Linked DNA regions of Triticum aestivum: region 1 is linked to region 2. Evidence: chromatin contacts called from public Hi-C data. All regions are on one chromosome and are shown on one strand. Each heading gives the region's core, a stretch centred on a gene start, on an enhancer-like site or on the middle of the called end of the contact. The rest is flanking DNA. Distances are from core to core; before and after follow the strand shown. Region 1 has its middle 83 kb from the start of LOC123072032. Region 2 has its middle 96 kb from the start of LOC123072032.

Evidence for each region. Hi-C and Micro-C count contacts between places; a contact is called where the count stands out from the background.
Region 1: a Hi-C map of leaf shows a contact between it and region 2, with 4 times the contacts expected there. The contact joins two enhancer-like sites. A contact is called at or near these places in 2 of 5 Hi-C or Micro-C datasets (both in leaf).

What each region holds. Positions count from the first base shown.
Region 1 is chr3B:726,613,541-726,616,368 of IWGSC CS RefSeq v2.1, forward strand. No RefSeq gene overlaps it. Among protein-coding and RNA genes, the nearest start is that of LOC123072032, 83 kb to the left of the region's middle. Within about 2 kb of position 1,286, at least 7 of the 8 cell types and tissues checked have an H3K27ac peak or open chromatin away from gene starts, as enhancers often do. A contact at or near this core is called in leaf, where this site is marked.
Region 2 is chr3B:726,434,483-726,437,633 of IWGSC CS RefSeq v2.1, forward strand. No RefSeq gene overlaps it. Among protein-coding and RNA genes, the nearest start is that of LOC123072032, 96 kb to the right of the region's middle. Within about 2 kb of position 1,304, at least 6 of the 8 cell types and tissues checked have an H3K27ac peak or open chromatin away from gene starts, as enhancers often do. A contact at or near this core is called in leaf, where this site is marked.

The DNA of each region.
Region 1 (2,828 bases), core at 36-2,535, 180 kb after region 2:
CGACTAATGGCAGTTGCGAACCGCGACCAAAGGCCCTTTTTCCACCAGTGAGGGCGAGGCCGGGGCGATGTGGGAATGACGTGTGATGAAACTTGAGCTTTTATTTGTTAAACTATATAATTTGTATTGAACTATTTGTTGAACTATTTGATTTATGTGATGAAACATGCCGAAACACGTTGAACCATGCCGAACTATGTGACGAACTAATTGATTTCTATTTGTATGCGAATATTCACACCGAAACACGCCGAACCGCGCCAAATATGGGTCGATTCACGCAGATATTGGGCCGTTTTTGGACACAGTTGGGTCGAAATCGGCGTCTGGGGGCGACCTGGAGGGCGACGGCTGGGTGTCCAACCACTCCCAGCGCCGAGTTTACCGCCGGCTCACCCTCAGGCCGCTCTTTTTCGACGCCCTGAGGGGCCGAACGGCTGAAAATGCTCTTACAAGTTTATGTTACTACCCATAGCACATAAAATGGTTTCCAACGCCAAAAGATTAGTATCCTTGAAGTTCAGCCTGCCCTGCAATTAGGTCCTAGATTCGCCACTGATCTGAACCAACTGCACCGAGAACTGCATAGAATCACTAGGCCTTGTATGGTTCAAGTTGAAGTTACGAGAAGCAAGGAGCAGAAGACAGGTCTATGGACACGAGAGTGGGATCTTCGTGTAATGAGCAAAAGGATGGCCAGGGAAACCACTGATTTCTCTGAAGCTTCTTTCGCCTTATCTCCACAACACCGAAAAGCCACAGCGCGACAGCAATACACATGCCAGGTAGCTGCCGTCGACCGGCCAGCAAAGAACATGGCCGCATCCACATCACACATCAAAGCAGGAGACGAGACGACCATAATATCAGCGCTCGCCCCAAGTGGACAAGAGCAGGGATCCGCACGCAGCCATCACGTCCCCGGAGAATGCACACGATATTTCCGAGCCACCATTCATCCATGGGCAGATCGGCCGTAGCCTATCGCACGCACCAGAGGAGCGACGAAGCCAGCGGTGCGCCACGAGAAGGAGAGGCCGCGGTGGGCGGACGTGGAGAAGCGGCGGTGACACGAGCCCGAGCCACCCATCCACATCGTGTGGTTAGCCGGATACGGGACGCCGCTGGCCGAGGAGGAGTTCGATCGATCGAGCGCGGCGATGGGAAACGAGACGAGCCGACGCAAGTGGGCGCGCGGGGACCGTGGCTTCGGCCAACCCGTGTGCCCCGTCGCCGGATTGCGCGACGGGCAGAGGATAAGCCGAGCCGCGTGCCCGCGTTCGGCGTGCGCTACGTGCCACGGCGCCACCGCTCCTGCCAAAACCCAATCTAGCAATCGGCAGGGGAATCTGGAGGACCCGATCTGGACGGACGACGGGATCTATCTCATCTCCTAGCGAGCGCGTCCACGTCCACACGTACGTAGTCCTACGACATCTGCGGCTGGATCGATCTCGCGAGCGTGCGTGGGTCGGGATCAACCTCCACCCGTCGTCCCTCATCCACCGGATCCAGCAGAACTGGCTGACGGCCGGCCGGCTGCTGATCGAGAAATCTTCGACTGGTAGTATGCGTACGTATCCCATCGCCGAGACCTACCTGGTGCAGTACTCTACGACGTAGTACAGCATGGATGCGAGCTTTTGGCCGTGATATTTTGCCGTCCTAGCTGGCATGCACGCATGCATGCATGCGTGCCCTCCTCCATCACTTGCGCCAATCAGCAGACACATGAACCTGCATGTGCGATAAGTTGGGGGCGAATTGAGCTGAGCAATGGGATGGGATGGTTCGTGCGTTGCACTTGCACCGCACATCAGCTAGCTACCTATCCACGCGCACACCAGGCCGCCGCTAGCTTTGGTGTTGCTAGTGGAGCGTGTGTCACGCGTGTGTCGTCCACTGATCAACGAGGTCTCCGCTGTAGTGCACGTAATCCCGCACCATGAGATCGATACTAGTGGAATAGTTGATTGTATTGATTGAGCCTCATGGGCATATATATAGGAGTACAAAGACCAACTTGGAGTACAAGACAAGGCATGACCAAATCCTAGTCTATCCTATACTTCCTAATAATCTTATACTCAACATCCCCCGCAGTCACAACGGTAGCGACGCAGACGGTGAGACTGGAGAAGAATCCGAAGGCAAGCCAACGGACACCCCCCACAGTCGTAACGGTCGACGGATCGCGGAGTCGTGGCTGGAGTGGCAACCGACGAGGTTGCTCAAGCAAGGCGATAGCCCTTTGTGCCGTTTGTCGAGGTAGCCGAGAGCGTGGGTGGTGGAGCCGTGGTCGAGGTAGCCGTGCGAAGAATGCCGTGGTCCATGTCGAGTCAGGGTGGCCGGTGTCGAGGAAGTCGCCGTGGAGCCGCGGGCGCAAGGGGGCGCCGAGTTAGCATGGGCGCAGTGGTGTCGAAGTAGGGGTGCGCCAGGAAGATGATGTTGTTGACGACGCGTCGCGGCGGGTTTGCCAAGCCCGGGGACACATCGTGGACGAAGGCACGCACCGGTGTTGCCAGCACCGGGCATGCGTAGACGGACGAAGACGAAGTTGACGAAGCACCGCACCAGGCTTGCCAGGCCCGGGGACACGTCGTGGACGAAGGCACGCGGCGGTGTTGCCAGCACCGAGCATGCGTAGACTGGGACCTGCACGAGCTGTACGCCATGTCGAAGAAGTTTGAGAGGACAGCAAAGAAGGACTCGACGACGGTTGCGGCGCCAATCGGCGCGGGGCCAATGTCGCCGCGGTTGTCGGAGTAGATGAAGCGGTCGGGGTAGATGACGGCGACGCTGGCGACGGGCTGGTGCTGGACGAAGAT
Region 2 (3,151 bases), core at 54-2,553:
CTCTCCCAAGCCTCCGTCTTTTCACCCGTCGTCCTCTTTTCACAAGCCTTTTGTTTATGCCGTGGTGAGAAAGGTAACAAGGATGTGAATGGAACGGTGGGCGTATGTGTATCGGGAGGGAGACGACGCTTTCGCCTCCTCTTTTATTCCAAGACTTGGATTGGATTCCTTGTACTCCTCCCACTAGTATCTGCCTGCTGTCCCTTTTACCCGTCCCCCTCCGTCGTTCTTTCCCTCGGAAAATCTACCCCGTATCTTCCTCTAATGGAAGCGTGGCGTTAATTGTTATTACAGTAGTATTATTTTTGCAGGAAGCGTGGCATTAACTACTCAAGATTCAGTGACGCTAAGCGTGTTCTCCTACACTCCACTAACAAAACTTACACATCACCTTGTGCTAGAATGGGATGCAATGCGCCCATGCCCATAATGTCATCATTTGCCACGGTACTGCGGGGAGAACAGCCGCACTTGACCATAATGATCACTGTCAAACGGATTATAGTATTGCTACTACACTCGTTGCTACTGCCACAGTGTGTGCTGCCGGCCGCCCTCTTTTGACCCGGTTCACCAAGTCAGTGCTCGACTTACCCGCGACGCAAAGGCAGATTAACAAACTTGTCAAGGTGCGAACGCACGCACTTTGCTCGCTAATGGAAAAGTAAAGCTAACCTTAATCACTAGTAGTAGTAGCTAGTACCATCATGATCATCCCCCTTGACGCTGGAGCAGTGGGATAACGGAAAAGCAGTGCTCTCGCGCGCGCCGCAGCTTCGTCCGTTGGTGGCGTGGACTCGGGCGAAAGGTAAACGAGAAAGACGAGAGAACACATGGCCGCGTCTTTTGGCGTCGCTAGGCTAGCTGCCCGTGCTCAGGCGCCTTCTTTTCCGACTGAGACTCCGTGGAGCGGAGAGATTTCTTTTCTTCAGGTCGTGTCGTGGGGAAGATTCACGGTGGCCGGTTTCGGACGCAGCGTGTTGCGCCGCGCTCCCAGACATTTTCTTCAGGCTGTGGGTGAAAAACGGCTGGTAAAATCATTTATGATGGCCGGTGATCTGGACACGACATGCGCCGGCCTAGTACGTGCTGGCTGAGCTCCGACCTCGCACGGCCTCGCGGCCGCCGTGCGTGTCACGCTCCGACCGGGGCACGGCTCGCGAATTTAATCTCTGAGGTGACAAGGTTGGATCTCTGAAATCTTGGCGCTCCTTGGTCATTTCCGATAAGATACAGTAGAGTACGGGACTAGGTGAGCCGTATGTGCGTATGGGCGCGGCATACTAGCAGTGAATGCGGCTGCCAGTCGCGATCACTCACACCAGCACGGACAGAACGGAATACAGTACCGCGACGGACAATACAGTGGCTTGGGGCTCCGTACGGAGACATGATCCCAGGGAGACGGTACCGTAGAGTACGCGTCCATGCCTCCAGCACTTCACCCACTGCTCATACTGATTGACAAGCAAGCCAAGCCATGATCTGTGGATCGGTCAGATGCAGGGTACAGAGCCATGGCTCGCTTTCAAAGTTCAAAGTTCAAACGCAGCAGCGCGCCATGCGCGGGCATCGTTGTCACGGCCCAGATCGCCCTCATCAATGCTCCCCGTCGGTCGTTCAACGCCATGGCCATGACGAACATGCTGCACAGCAAATAAACTCCGCAATAATGAGCCGTGTCGGCCCCGGAGCCAGACCGGGCACGCACGCCGCGGCGTCTGCATCTGCATATGCATCCGGCTGACTCGGAGAAAACGATAGGGGCCGCGGCCTGGCTGCCGACACCTCCTCCCTCCGGCCATGGCCACCGCACCGCATCGGATTCCCGATCGGGCTCGTAAAAAATGTGGCGGAGGCCAGTCGATCGGCCCACATCATCCCACTCGGCCGCGGGCTTTCCGCCGGCGAGAACCTGCAACTGCAGCTGCAGCACAGGAATCGGGGGAGAAAGAGGAAAGGGAAAGGAGGGATCGATCAAAAGGAGAGAAAGGCCCGGGGAGCATGAGCATGAGCATAGCTTCTTTTCAGCTTTATTCCGGCGCACGCACTCATCTTCTTGGTGTTCCTTTTGCAAAACCCTCACAGCTTTTTTGTAAAGAATGTACTCGGGCATTCACCAACGAATCATGATCAAAGCCTAAAGTCTGCCTCTGCTTGGAATGCAGAAAATTCCTCAAGGTTTGGTATGATTTCTGCCTCGGGGGAGAACCGGAACGTGAGAGCGTCTCCAATGGTACTACTACCAACTGTTGCAAGTTCTAGTGGCAACAGCGGTAGTACTACTTGGTTACAGAAGCAAAGCCATAATCATCAACTGTTGCAAGTCTGCTGCTTGGAATACAGAAAAATTCCACGGGCAGCAGTATGATTTGTGCTTGCGGGGAGAAGCAGAACGTGAGAGCGTCTCGAATGGTACCACCAACTGTTGCAGATTCTAGTGGCAACAGAAGCACTTAATTAGCTGATATAGGTCGAAGCAGAGCCATAATCATCGGATCCACCACAAACGCACGGACCGGCGACCCTACACCCACGACCACGAGGGTACCACTGCTCTTGCCTCTTGGTCAAACGTCTGAACATGCCTTCGACCGTCTCCATTTCCTGCTCCGTACCTCACTAACTTTCCTTCGCTCTTTTGCTGAATGACTGGTGCCTCACCACTGCCGCCAAAGTTCTAGAGATAACACCTGACAACCTTAGCGCAACTCCAACTCGGATTATCAAATCTGTCTCAAATGTCGGATACTTCTACACATCCAACGGCGATCACATGATGTCGATAGACAGAGACCAGGCGGTCAAGACGTCCGAACTTTCACAAACCGGTGACACACGGGGGCCCATCTCTTTTTTCTCTCGGTTCGCCCGACCCACTATCAGTCATAGCCTACTGTCTTCGGCGACAATGGTTGGATGACTGCCGCCCCGCTCACCGTTCGAGGACATGTTCGGAAGTGTCCTCAAACATTTGGTATTGTTTGTTTGGTAATCCCTGTTGGAGTTGCGATGTGTTTCGAATGCAACGTCTAATCCAAGGTAACTGGCCCAATAAGAAAAAGAAAGATCGAATCCAAGCGGCGGCGGGCGGCGGCGATCCAATCCAAGTTACCTATACGTCGCGCCGCCGTCTCCCTCGTCCCCCTCG